Regions from separate parts of the Zea mays genome. Here region 1 is linked to region 2. The links are chromatin contacts, called in public Hi-C maps. All regions are on one chromosome and are shown on one strand. Each heading gives the region's core, a stretch centred on a gene start, on an enhancer-like site or on the middle of the called end of the contact. The rest is flanking DNA. Distances are from core to core; before and after follow the strand shown.

Region 1 (6,946 bases), core at 2,828-5,327, 150 kb before region 2:
GTATATCCTTGTCTCTCGCTTCTAATTGGCTCACGATTGAGAAGAGGTCGATGTTCCAGCAACGCCTGCCTAGGGCTTACGTATTAGTGGTGTAATTTATTTATTCACCAGCTCGTGCAGGTACGGGGGAGCAATTTTGTGTGATCTTTTTGTTTATGCAAAACAAACCCCCCCAAAGCCCGGTATTTTATTAGTACTTTGCTAGCGTAACTAGCTTGACATCAAGATTGCTGGTAGTGATGGCCGATGCGTAAGCAAGTAATCGATGGGTGGATGTTTGTTTCTTTCCTTCTCGACAATCATCTATTGTGGTCAAAGGAGGCAGTTCAAATCAAGGCGAAAAAAAAACGGTCCCAGTGTCCGGTCATACACACAGGCTCAATATCTCGAATGCAATAATGATGCCATAGATATCATGAAGCTAGCTATCTATATGTTTACTATCCCTCCCGGCTTTTGGCGAAAGAGGAAGCTAGTACTACATGGATCTCACGTGAAGCAACAGTGCAATGAGACGCCCCAGGGCGAATTAGTACCGCGATTCCCTGTAGATTCGTACGCGACTAATTGATGGCCTTTTGTTTGTTTCCTCTGATAAGGTGTTGTGGTCAAGGAAGCAGTTCAAATCAAAGGGGTAAAAAGATGATTCGAGGCTAGAGACCCTAGACACACTGGTGCGTTTCGCCTGGATAGCAGCGGCTTCCAGGCAGCAGGTAGCAGCGAGCTCTGCTCTCCCTGCCGCAAAACGTTTTACTAGAGTTGGTAATAGTGTGTTTGGTTTGAGGAGTGAAGTGATCCATCTTCTTCTCACTCCTCACTTTTTTATTTGGTTTGTGGAATAGAATGGGTTGATCCATCACCACCATATTCCTTATAAGCTAATAATTAGTATATACATGAGGAGTGGGTTGATTCCACCAAAATTGATAGAATGAACTTATGATGCATCATCTCATGAAGCATAGAGTGACTCCACAAACCAAACACACCATAAATGATCGTAGTTGTTCGCACGTCTACTCACGCATCTTCCTAGATGCAAACCGCCTTTTTTTTTCTGGAAAAAGAATAAAAAAAAGATTGCTTAGAGCTAAATAAACTTGTAGTACGTACGGCCCCTGAGAAAACTAGCTGGTCAATGCCACTGCTGACGAAACATCATATACCTCTTGTGGTTGCGACTTGCGACATGAGATGAGACATTCGGTTGAATATTAATGCAACCCACGTGAGGCTATTATGTTAGTTAGGCGTGTGACTCAACAGAGATAGATGGAGACATACTTACTGTCTTAAAATAGTTAACATTCTGGCCTTTGAGAAATCAACTGTTTTTTTTATCTTTGACTAAATATATAAAAGACAACATTATTATTTATAGTAGCATTAGATCCTTAAATAAATATCTTTTTATGATGAATTTATTTAGGGATATAAGTCGTTCCAAACTTCAATGCTCTTAAAAGCAGCACTGCTTCAGCTGCCGTTTTCTCCCCTCACATTTTACTTTTTTTTGTACGGAATGAAGTTGTTTGGAGTTATTAGGTGATCTCACCTTTTTTTTTTATGTTATAGAATTGCGTGGAGCTGTCAGGTGACCTGACTTTTTTATGGAGTAGAGCTTCGTAGAACATGGCTAAAAAACGTAGAGCCGAGGAGCCATACACCCCATAAAGCCCATGTGCGGCCGCTGGAACATCACCAAAGTCGTTTGTAATTCAGACAGCCTTGCTACAGCGATATATATATTGTGCATCACGTCCAGCTCCCTGCCAAAAGAAGAGGCTCCTAAAACAAGTTCTCAGTCTGAATCTTCAAGCTTTTTGATGGCATCCTCTATCGCAGGTGCAGCATTGCAAAATGCTTCCCACTGCTCCATTGTCATACTAATACCTGCACTAGGATAAATGTTAGTAGAGAAGAAAATGGTACCAACAATGACACACGAAAAGCAGCACACCACAACATAAAACAAAGAGATCACAGAAATCCAAAACATTGGCACCAGTAAGCACATAAGTTTAGGTAAGCTGATATTAACAAACAAACAGCTGATAAGTCTTAATTCCTTTAGAAACATGCATTATAGCCATGCTAGACACAGAAATATAGAAACTGATGAACACCTACAAAAGTTTGAGCTCGCATAGGAGGTTTCTCAATCCTGGTCCATTAGAATAATAGGAACACGAGGGAGTAACTCATGCGAAACAATAACCAGACTCTGACATCACAAGTAGTATGCCATAAGGGATGACAACTGGTTTATAATTGTTTTGCTCTTGAACACAATGCCACACAGATAAGAGTGAATTAAATTTTCTTTTAGGAAATAGAGAACTGAATCGATTTCACTTGCATTTTCACCAACAGATAACAAAGGAAGAACACAGGTTGTACCATGAAAGAAGAGAGAAATGTCAACTAGTTTTTGAACCGAATATTCTAGAGCAGTTAAATATAATAGTTATTGACTGGCAACTGGCTTGCGAACGAATATTATAGTGTATCCAGGGGTGGATCTAGAATTCTCTCATGCCCCGGGCCAGGACTACTAAATTTTCTTCTCTTCTTTTTGTATTAACTATTTTCAACTAGATCGAATAGCTACTTATATGGAGTTAATTGGATCATACCCGGGGCCACGTACCGGGTGGCCCGGGGTGTAGATCCGCCCCTGTGTGTATCTGATTTGAATACGGTGGAAATGTGCTTTTGCAGATCAGCTCGCCTGCAGAAATGATTTCCTCAGATTTTTCTTTAAACCAAACCAAATTTCTCAGTAGGCAGGAGTGTTTATTCAATGGAAGTAAGCTGAACCTAATGTTGCATTAAAATGATCAAGTTGAACTTATTCACATAACCAACAAAAGCCATTAAACCCCAATACTGACAGTTTTCTTGCACACCAATTGAAACAGTACAGCTAGACACTAGTGGCAAAATAACTTCATAACTGTGGTAAAAACCTTTCGAAGATGCATGCAAATAGAGGACTGACATAGCCTAAAAAGAACTTGGTATGAATAAATCACAGATAACATAACAGAATCAAGGTATTGCTACTGCAGGAGAATGAAATGTACCCTAAACAGTGACAAACCAAAACCAAATTGTGGCAGTGGTTCTATATAATTAAATAAATAAGCCCCCCCCCCCCCCCCCCCCCCCAATGTACACATGGTAGGCACAGTTTTTTTTTCGAAAATCTAAAATAATAGCCACAGGTAAATGGCAGACAGATAACACTGGAAAAACAAGCCCGCGTCATTATCAGTTCTAAGTTCTGGAACAAATTGGTAAATTCAGTTTCAGGAAAACTGAGTCATTCTTTGTTCCATGAGTGTATAAAAGGTTAAAAAGGTGGGGCAATATCTAGCTGACATTGCAGATTAAAGTCCATTCAGGTGGACATCACATCAACATCCGAGCAGTAATCCATGGTGGAGTCACCTTTGGCGGAGGGCATCTCCTTGCCGTCCTTCACGTAGAACTCTCGGATGGACACCAGCGACCTGCCCTTGAACTCCGACAGAGTCACCCTCCTCTTGCTCGACAGCTGCACGCACAAACCCACATCACGCCACAAAACCCTAGCACAACATCCGAATCGATCGAACAAGAGCGAGAGAGAAGGTACGAGAGAAGGAACTCACGCGGCACAGGATAAGGTCCCCTTGGTCGCCGTACTCTCTCTTCCCGCCACCCTTACCTTCATCCTCCTCCTCATCTTCCTTCCGTTCCTTGTCCTTGCTCTCCCTGCCAGCGTCGCCCTCCTCCGCCGCCTTCGCCTCCTCCTGCGAGGAGAGTGAAAGTAGGTATTCATCAACGACGCCGCGGACGAAGAGCTTGCGGTTGGAGACGGAGAGGTCGATGCCGAGGCGGTCAGCGGCGGCGGTGCGTACCTTGTTCTCCGTTACGGACTCCATATCAGACCCTCGCGGGATCTCCAGCACCGTAGCCTCCACCTTCTTCGTAGCCTCGTCCATGCCGACGCCGCCCAACTGCCACAAACGGTTCTGCTCCCTTCGCCGGAGTTGAGAGTCCTGACTCCTGGCTGACGCACCTGGACTCTGCGACGACAACGAGGATTTGGGGGGAACGAGCGCTGTGAATGTTAGGCCGGCCCATCCAATTTGGTTTGTTGGGCTTTCGTGTCGTCTTTTTGGGCTTCTGTTAGCCAGAACTCCACCCAATATAGCATTTTCCCCTTCTTCCTTTTTTCGGTTTTCATCGTTTACTAGTCCTTTTTTCGGTTTTCATTGTTTACTAGGTATGTACCCGCGCGTTGCCACGAGAATTAAAAATTAGTGTAAAACATATAGATACGGGATAACAAACATCACTGTGATATGCAAAATTCGTGTGCCAACAAATCACATTAACACTAATATTATTTTGACGATATAAATATGTAATATCATTATAAATACACTGACTCAAATAGAATGAACTGACTCCAAAGTTGCGCAATAATGTCACCAATACAATCCTGGTATTTATCACCATCGAAGACATCAGTTGTGAAGTAAGAATCGATCTAATCAGTTGATCGCCTCTGTGTCAATTAGAAACGATCAACCGATTAGAAAACATTGGGAGCCATCCTCAATCGCGGCCTCCTCGTAGCCATCCATGATCCATCCCCAGAGCTCGAGCATTCAGCAGATACGATTCCTGCTCATAAGAACAATGTTCTTTGTCGAACCTTTGGGATTAAAGAGGTGATGGATCTGTATGCTAAAGTCATGGTATGATTGCAGAAAACAAACAAAAAGAACGTGAAGAAACTTAGTGAAGATTCAAGGGCTTTGTGTAATTTGCATTAGGAGGGAAAAATGTTCAGCGTCCAAACTACAAGACATAACACATGCCTATTGTAACCTAAGTCATACCAGATAACTGATGTTTCTGAAAGGACAACATAGCCCATCAAGTGCAATGAGCCCATGACCAAGACTAACAACAGTATGAAACATGTTGCGTGCATGACTCGTAGAGGTTCAACATCAAGAGCTCACAGAAAGATGGCAACCAGATGAGTCCCTGTCAATTGCTGCGCAATCTGTCCGTTCACCAGGTTCTCGTCGTACGTGCCCCTCTTAGTCGCATGACTTCCATTTTCCTGTCACACAAAGTGCAAAAAGGCAATGGCACCTGATTAAGGATGAAATTATGCACAGAACAGACATTTCAATTGTAATGAAATAAGATTCACTAAAAGCTGAAGGTTGTGTGAAGATACACATTCAGCTAAAACCACCAACACATGCATGAGCATAAGCTTTGGCACACCTTACCTCATCAGCCATGTCAAAGAAAAACGATGCCACAAAAAGTTTTTTCTGTCCAGCACCACCGCCACCATTCCAAATGCCACCAAAAGAACATTTCAGGTGGGTACATGCTTCATCCACTTTAAGAGATTTCACAACATCATTCTTGCATTTTGAATAACTTGCACCAGAAGGTGAAGCTGAGGCTTCAAATGTTTCAGAGCCATATTTATATTGCCCTACACCCACAAACCCAATACAAGTATGTGCTCTCAGTAAAAGATCAATAGATGAGTTATGTCACAAAGCAGGCCCACAAAGCATGGCATGTAGAAAGTTCAATTGTAAATCCAACAGGGCTCATAATCTCTTATCTGTGTATGTATTTGTTATGTATATATGAGTACAATCATAATCAGCACTATAACAATATCTTAATCATAGACTTAGTTCTTATCTCAAAGAATGATAACAATAGTTAGATATAAAACAAAATGAAGGGAAACATCCACCTGACTTTATTACACAATACGAAATTATCTGTTTGGTGCACAGAATATTGAAGAAACTTAACAAAGTTCAGCGCCGTCATTTTAGTATTAGAAATAAGTGTAAATCAACTTCATTGGCAGGGAGCTGATTCATGACTATAACACACAAAAAGGAAATACATGATAGGAAAAAATAAAGCAGAAATGAACAACCATACCTTGATATCCTTCTAACATACAGTTGTTGTAACCATTGCCATTGCCAGATTTTAAGACCTCTGCTCTAGCAGCAAGCAACCCATAGTGCAAATAGCTGGAAAAAAATCTGTAGTCATAACTCATAATCATGTGGTGTGGTTTCTAATAGACATTAACCAATATGCATACAAAACACTCGTGCATGACTTTACACCCTGAAACAGTACTAAAATACTGGTTATTTAGGTCACATTCTACACATAATTTTCTTAATGAAATGACATGCTACTCTCCTGCGTGGTTCGAGAAAACGAACATTTTACACATAATGGTGTAATATGGCCTTAAGGTTGCTCTGGCATACAGTTTGTGCTAATTCTGTCTTTGTAATTACATAATAATTCCCTTGAGTTACCACTTTCAGAACTACAACACCTGCTTTTTGGTGAAAATATGACCTATGAATTCAAATAGGGAGAAACAAAGGATTTACATGACTGTAACACAACTGGGAGTTTAAATAAATTTTGGAAGGTTGATTTCTATTTGTTAAGCCTTAAGCTTACACATGCAAGGTTAATAAAGAAGAAATTTCAAAACAGCAGTAATCATGCAAAGTTGAATAATTTGTAACACTGCCTATGAACACCAAGATTATATGTGGTTCCTTTTAGGTAGAGTTTCTTCACATATGTGTCTTCCCTGTCAGATGGTTTATTAGTCTTTTCTGCATCCTTCTCTACGATCACACATGCCATTTGGACAGATTCACCACCACGATCAACCACTCCAACTGTGTCTACATAAATCTTTCCCAAATTTCCCAACAGATAATTGATAGTAACCTATAAAGAGAGAAGACTAATACATGTTACTTGTTTCTGGAGTGAAGTCTGAATATAAAAGGAAACACACAGGTGATTTCTAAACACTTCCATACAAACTGTGAATAAATCTTCCTTGGGCATGGGCGCGGGTTTC
Region 2 (6,812 bases), core at 1,472-3,971:
TGTTCTCAAGCAACTTATAATCAAAGCAAGAGACACCAAGTGTGTGGTGGTCCTTACGGGGTCTAAGTGACCCAATTGATTAAGGAGAAAGCTCACTCGGTCTAAGTGACCGTTTGAGAGAGGGAAAGGGTTGAAAGAGACCCGGTCTTTGTGACCACCTCAACGTGGACTAGGTTTTTTGGAACCGAACCTCGGTAAAACAAATCACCGTGTTCATCCACTTTATTTCTCGGTTGATTTGTTTTCCCCCTCTCCCGAACTTGAATTTAGTTCTAACGCTAACCCCGGTTTGTAGTGTGTGCTTAAGTTTATAATTTTCAGATTCCGCCTATTCACCCCCCTCTAGGCGACTTTAACCCTTGACCTGCGGCGCACTCAGGACCTACTGGGACTAGGCTTGAGTGCGCAGACCGTTGGCAGGGCATAACACAACAAACCACACGGAGCCCCAGACTATGAAGGCCAGGGTCGACATAACCCAAATGATGGCGCTCGGGCCCACACTGCCCGTGTCGTCCTCCATAAAGAATACAAGACATCCAGGTGACCCCGGGACCCACGAGCACTGTGGCTTCACCCTATGGTAGAACACTCAGGTTTACCATCGCCCGATGGCTCCTTCTTGAGTAAACCACTGCTGGCCGACCCTCCCTTCTTTGCCTATAAAAGGAGGCCAGTTCGAGGCTAGGGAGTTGGATTCCCATGGACACACGAAGAGACTCTTGGATCCCTGAAGAGACGGACGAACGCAAGGACGGACTCCAGACGAGAAGACACCCAGAAGGACTAACGAACAAGAGGAGGACCTAGAGGGCAGAGCCCCGCCACCAAGCCAAGACTTATCTAGAACTCCACTTTATAACCACCTCAACCACGAAAAGAGACTTAGGAGCCTCTCCTCTCTCTCTCGCCCGCTTGTAACCTCTAATACGTGCTTTGATCATCAATGGTGTCGGTAGCGTAAGCCGTTGATAACTGAAAGTAAGGACGTTCTGTCTGAACCAGTATAAATCTTTTGCCCACCGTGCATACCGTCCAGAGTCCGGAACATGCACAACAAATTCACTTGTCGAAACGAGGTTCAAAACACCAACACTAGCTATCTTGGCTACATGAGTGGATGTAAAAATATATCTTCATTGACTTGTCTAGTACGTTTAAAATGAGGTTTACTAGCTATCTTGGCTAGATGGACGCACTGCATCCTGTGGTGGCCCATGCATCGTTCTTCAGCGAAGAGTTCTCACTCATACCTACTCAGATAGAAAACCAAACATTTTCAAGATTATTGCATCACGTAGAAACATGGTTATTGCGTCCGGCCGCCAATGCAATAAACCAAACACTATTTAGTCGAGACCATGAGACATCGAATTACCGCGTGATTGGTTAACCAGCCCTGGCGACCATTGCTGCGGTATGTGCTGACCGTGTTTGTGTCTTTGTTTAGTTGGCTGCACAGCATTGCAAGAGCCTGTCCGCACGGCTACAGGCAAAGCTTTTTTACACTTGTTAGCCTGCATGTGTGGAGAAGCCAAACATTAGCGTCTCAATCGTTGCAGACTCGTACAAATCAGGCGCAGAGGCTGCCTGAAACCAATCAGACCTTTAATACATCCACTCATGCCACCAATAAAACACTATTTTTAGACTAATGTATTCGTTCATAGAGGATATAAAATTCATCATTATCTAATCAACCAAACAAATCCTAATATCAGTGTCATCTTAGCCATTAAATGGTGAATAGTTGATCACCTACCATTTAGATATTATTCAAACAAAACAACCACCTAAGGCTTTGTTTGGGTATTCTAGTATTAATCCCAATCCACATGTATTGAGGTGGGTTGGGATGTAAGTTAAACTAATTTACACCTCAATCCATCTCAATACACGTGTTGGGTTAATACTAGAGTACCCAAACAAAATCTAAGGACTAGTTTCGGAACTAAACCCCCTCCGAGATTTCCGGTGTTTGAGTGAGAAAATATCTCATTTTTTCACTCAAACATAGATAATTCCGAGGGTTTATTCAGTTATTTCTAATTCATATAGATTGAGGGATTGATATGTATTGAAAGAGATTTTGACATACTAGGGATTGAAACATCCTCAATCTCTTTCAATTCATATGAATTAGGGTAGAACCGAAGATGACCTAAGACTTTGTTTGAGTACTTTAGTATTAGCTCCAATCCACATGTATTGAGATGGGTTATGGTGTAAATTAGTTTGACTTGCACCATATACCCTAACTCACCTCAATATATGTGGATTGAAGTAAATATTAGGTGTCGTTTGGTTCACGTATTGGTAACGTAATGAGTAACTCATAACGTTAAAATATATTTGTTTAAGTCTAATCGTAATCAATACCACACTAGAAATGAATATCGACTTATTCAAACTTGTCACCATCGGTATTTAAATGTTAATCATTAACATTACTATTTACGTTACATTCTGTGAACTCAAAACAAAGCGAAGGGGATTTAAGTTTTCAAATGCACCATCCTGTAATGTTTAAACGGTGGGAAAATGGGCCGGGTTCAGCTGGGATTGTTTCGGGTCTGGATTCAGCTAGGTTTGTTTCGGGTCCCCGCAGCCGCAAGTACCGTCGGCCGCTTGCTTCCCACGGCAACAACTCACCTCCCGGGCCTACCACGCAGAAAGAAACATCTCCTTTGTATCGGCCTCGGCAATCCTGACCGGATCAACAAAGACGTAGCTACCCCCTCCCGCGTCCGTCGAATTCGCCTCCGCCGCCTGCTCGATCCGGTGGGAATTCGCCGCTGCCGGGTTGTTTTCGCTGGGGTGATTAAGGCTCGGGATTCGAGATCTACGCGAGTCGCGGGCAAGCAGCCATGAGCGAGGTGTTCGAGGGCTACGAGCGGCAGTACTGCGAGGCCTCCGCCTCGCTCTCCCGCAAGTGCACCGCTGCCTCCGCCCTCGATGGGGGTAAGCAAGATTCTGTTTAATATGATTCCTCCTTTGCGATTCCGTCGGGGAACACCTGCTTCGTTGATTGCTTTGGTCTGATTCAGTGGTCCTATCCGCAGAGAAGAAGAAGCAGAAGCTGTCCGAGATCCAATCCGGCGTTGAGGAAGCTGAATCGCTGGTAATTGGATGCCGCAACGTATTCTGTTTTGGGGACCCCCTTGGGTAACTGGATATAAGGCATTGACGCCTTCGTTTCTACTCAATTGATCTGCGGAGTGGGTAGAAAAGTAGATATATGGGATTTTTCGTTTCCCTTGGTGCAGTTTTGGTGTTCCGAGGGAGTTATGAGATGTTTATGTGCCTGCTCTTCATTTCGGGGTTGTGGGAGAGTAATTTTGTGTTTTCGTTTTATGTGTCTGCAGATTCGTAAGATGGACCTGGAGGCAAGGAACCTACAGCCTAGCATTAAGGCTGGTTTGCTTGCAAAGCTGAGGGAGTATAAATCTGACCTCAACAACGTCAAGAGTGAGCTTAAGAGGATCTCAGCGCCCAATGCTAGGCAGGCTACCCGGGAGGAGCTCCTGGAGTCTGGAATGGCTGATACTCTCGCGGTGAGCTTAATATAGGACCTTGCTGTGTATTCAAAGTGTTGAGCTATGCTTGATGCTTCAACACGTAAGGCTAATTCTCCCCCTATACCCTACAATAACCATAAAATATTTTTTTCCATATATATTCACCATCTATTCTCACATTTTTTCCCAACTGACTAACCATGTCGTGCACATAAAACAAGGAAAGGGGCCGGTACAGTGTTCCGCTGAATGTGGCGTGTCCCTGTACTCTCCCCTTGACAGTAGCGTGTTGAGGAGGGTTTAGGGGAGAGCGTTGCAGCGATTCCTTCACGCTAAACAGCAACAGGCGAGGGGAGGGGGAGGGCGCGTGGTGATCACTGCAGACAGCCTAAGCGTCATAGGTCCAATCTGTTAGCTAGAAATAACTGATAAATATCTGTGGTTGTACTTTTAATGTGAATGTAGTATTTCATATTAGGTGATTAGGTTTGCATTGAAATGATTTCTTTCTTTTTTCCTTTGGTATTTATTATGATTCCTACATAGGTGTCCATAATATTAGTTATATAGTCTAAATGATTGATGTGCTATATTTTAATTAGATTAAATGTCTGTATTGTTTGTTATTTACTTGCATTTTTCTTGCAACATTGTGCGTCATTGTAACTATGGGACATATAAACTAGGAATTCGATTAATCATCAATGAATGGTTTACATGTGCATGTTGTTAAATCCAGATGGATTACTGCATTATATTTTTGACCTTTCATTTTTTGGATATCCAAGTTTTAGCAGTAATGGATCTGTGGCAGGATCCTGCCAGCATGTTTATATATGTTCTCACTTCTCTGTCATGCATATCTGACCATCAAGATTTAATCAATGGCTTTCATTACATGCTTAGCTGGCATGATTACAACTTTTGTTCTATAGGAAATATGTGTTATATATTCAACGATTAATTGTATATATGCCATGCCACTCAACTTTTGCAAAATTAGAGAGCTAGTTCATTTGGATGCCATGGAGTGGCCTATATTTAAACATTGATGGATACATCAGATAGTTTCACCTTTTCAGTCGTGATATACTATATTTTAAAATTTTGTTTCAGATTCTTCATATTGTACCTTAACTAACTGTGCTTCACTTATGTTTTATGATGCTGGTAGCATAGGTTTTCCCTTACCACGTTTGTGTTCATATTGCTACTGGATGAATGAAAACAGTGGTAGGCATGATAGAAGCAAGAAATCCTTTCTCTCATCCTAAATCTCTGTAATTCTCTGTCCGTCACTAAATAAGACAAAACCATTACATCTATAGAAAGGAATTTACATGTGATGGATGAGTTTTCTATTCTATCTCCCGAACACTAGCATATAGCCCGTGTTAACTCTACGATTCCGGGGAGGGGAGGAAAGAGGTTGACGGCGGCGTCTCAAGAGTAGGGGTTGATGGTGACGACGCGAGTTAGGGGAGGGGACAACGGGGACGCAGGGGGAGGGGGAAGGGGAGGCGGCGGGGTTGCGGGGGAGGAGGAGGGATGAGGGATGAGAGACAATCCAAATAATATTATCCATTGGATTTGAGTAAGGGAGAGAGGTTATCCAGCGATCTGAACCGTTGGTTTTGATGATGTGTTATGTCTACATACAATTTGTTTGGTGGATTTGATGGCGTGTTAAGTATGGATGATTTGGTTGGATTATATAGTGATATGGATACGTTTGTAGTCTGAAAAAAGTAAATCTATTTATATAAGAAATGTTCCTCAAGTAATGCAATAGTTCTGGCACCAGCTGAACTCAAGGAACTATAAGTTCATTAGTTGTTTTGGAATGTTGTTTAATATCTAGTAGAACTGATTGGATTGCCTATATTTCTTATTCATCAATGTCTGTGTACATAGGATTTCTACCTCTGCATTCCTGTTGCATTTATTTTCGTTATGCTGGTTTTTTCTCAGGTTTCTTACAGTATTTTTACTCATGTCATACTTGGGGTGCTCTCCCATGGCTCAGGTGTCTACTGATCAGAGGGGGAGATTGATGATGACAACTGAAAGACTGAATCAGTCAACTGACAGAATTAAAGAGAGCCGAAGAACTATGTTGGAGACAGAAGAGCTTGGTGTGTCAATTCTTCAGGATCTTCACCAACAGCGACAGTCACTACTACATGCTCATACTACTGTATGTACCTGTCTTAACAGCTCTACCTATTATATAGATTTAATTTCTGGTTTTCTGATTTTTTCAGGTTGCAAAGCTGCAATAATTCTTGCTAACAGAACCTCTATAACAGCACTAATAGTTAATTGTCCGTGCTCTGTCTTGGTTTTATTCATAGCAATTTCAGCTTGGATTTTGTTTTATGCAGAACATTTTTTTATCAAAATTGAATGTTAGTTATTCACTGGTTTCTTTTTCTGTGGTTCACTGTTGAAATCTTAGTGATTTGTACTATTGTTGTTGCGTGTGTTTCTTTTTTCCTTTATGTTTTATGTTCCTTAATTTGTTTGCTGGTTTTATGTTCTGTTGGTGGACCCTTTTTCTCCTTAGTATAATGATGTGCATCGTTTCTGCGTGTTTTAGAAAGCTGTTCTTCTAATATACTGTTAGATGTTTTGGGATACAATCTCCAAACCTCTCTCTCAAATAACTCATCATCATTCTGTTTTTGGACTTTCCAGTTTAGTTTTTTTTTTCCATTTATGACCAAAGTAATTATCTCATGACTCCATATGGATAGTTAATATTGTTTTGCTACATCAATTGGAGCAAAAATTAGATTGCACTTCTTCAGGAATTCAGATTGTCTTGTGCTTCTGTGCACACATTAAAGATTATATTTAATTGCAAAAAGTTAAAGATTATATTGCACTTCAGGAAGTTTAGACTTGTGTTGTATTTTATTGAACAGTTGTAGGAATTATACTTTTATAGTGCATTTTGTGAGGGTGAGCATGCATTTGTTCTGCATTACGTGATGACTTTAGTATATGGATGGCTATGGAATTTTAGTGCAAAGGATTGATGATTGTGTTAAAAAGGGAAAAGGCCCTTAGTAAAAAAAAGGTGCATGCAACACATGTCACCCGTTCCTGGTTGAAATTGAATATGAGAATTATACTTCTGCAGCTGTAATGAGTTCAGTAGGTAATCTAAAGAGTAAACTAGACCAGTGGGCACTGCCCCAAACTTGTTTGACAGTGTCATCTAGATCTTTGAAATATTGACCTGCATATTTGGGTCTTAGTTGTGCCACTCTGATTGCCGATGTGGGCATG

What was found. A called contact is a pair of places that touch in the nucleus more often than the background predicts.
Region 1: a contact with region 2 is called in a Hi-C map of endosperm, with 2.1 times the contacts expected there. The contact joins the promoter of LOC100285609 here to the promoter of LOC100280807 in region 2. A contact is called at or near these places in 4 of 25 Hi-C or Micro-C datasets (ear, endosperm, leaf and 1 more).

What each region holds. Positions count from the first base shown.
Region 1 is chr3:209,968,121-209,975,066 of Zm-B73-REFERENCE-NAM-5.0, reverse strand. It overlaps LOC100285609 (RNA polymerase II transcriptional coactivator KELP), which reads right to left and starts at 4,077. Exons shown (of 4, transcript NM_001367223.1): 1 at 3,906-4,077; 2 at 3,657-3,797; 3 at 3,454-3,559; 4 at 1,702-1,893. The coding sequence starts at 3,989. The coding sequence ends at 1,802. It also overlaps the pseudogene LOC103651275.
Region 2 is chr3:209,813,453-209,820,264 of Zm-B73-REFERENCE-NAM-5.0, reverse strand. LOC100280807 (vesicle transport v-SNARE 13) reads left to right here and starts at 2,721. Exons shown (of 5, transcript NM_001153727.1): 1 at 2,721-2,961; 2 at 3,063-3,121; 3 at 3,366-3,554; 4 at 5,545-5,715. The coding sequence starts at 2,868.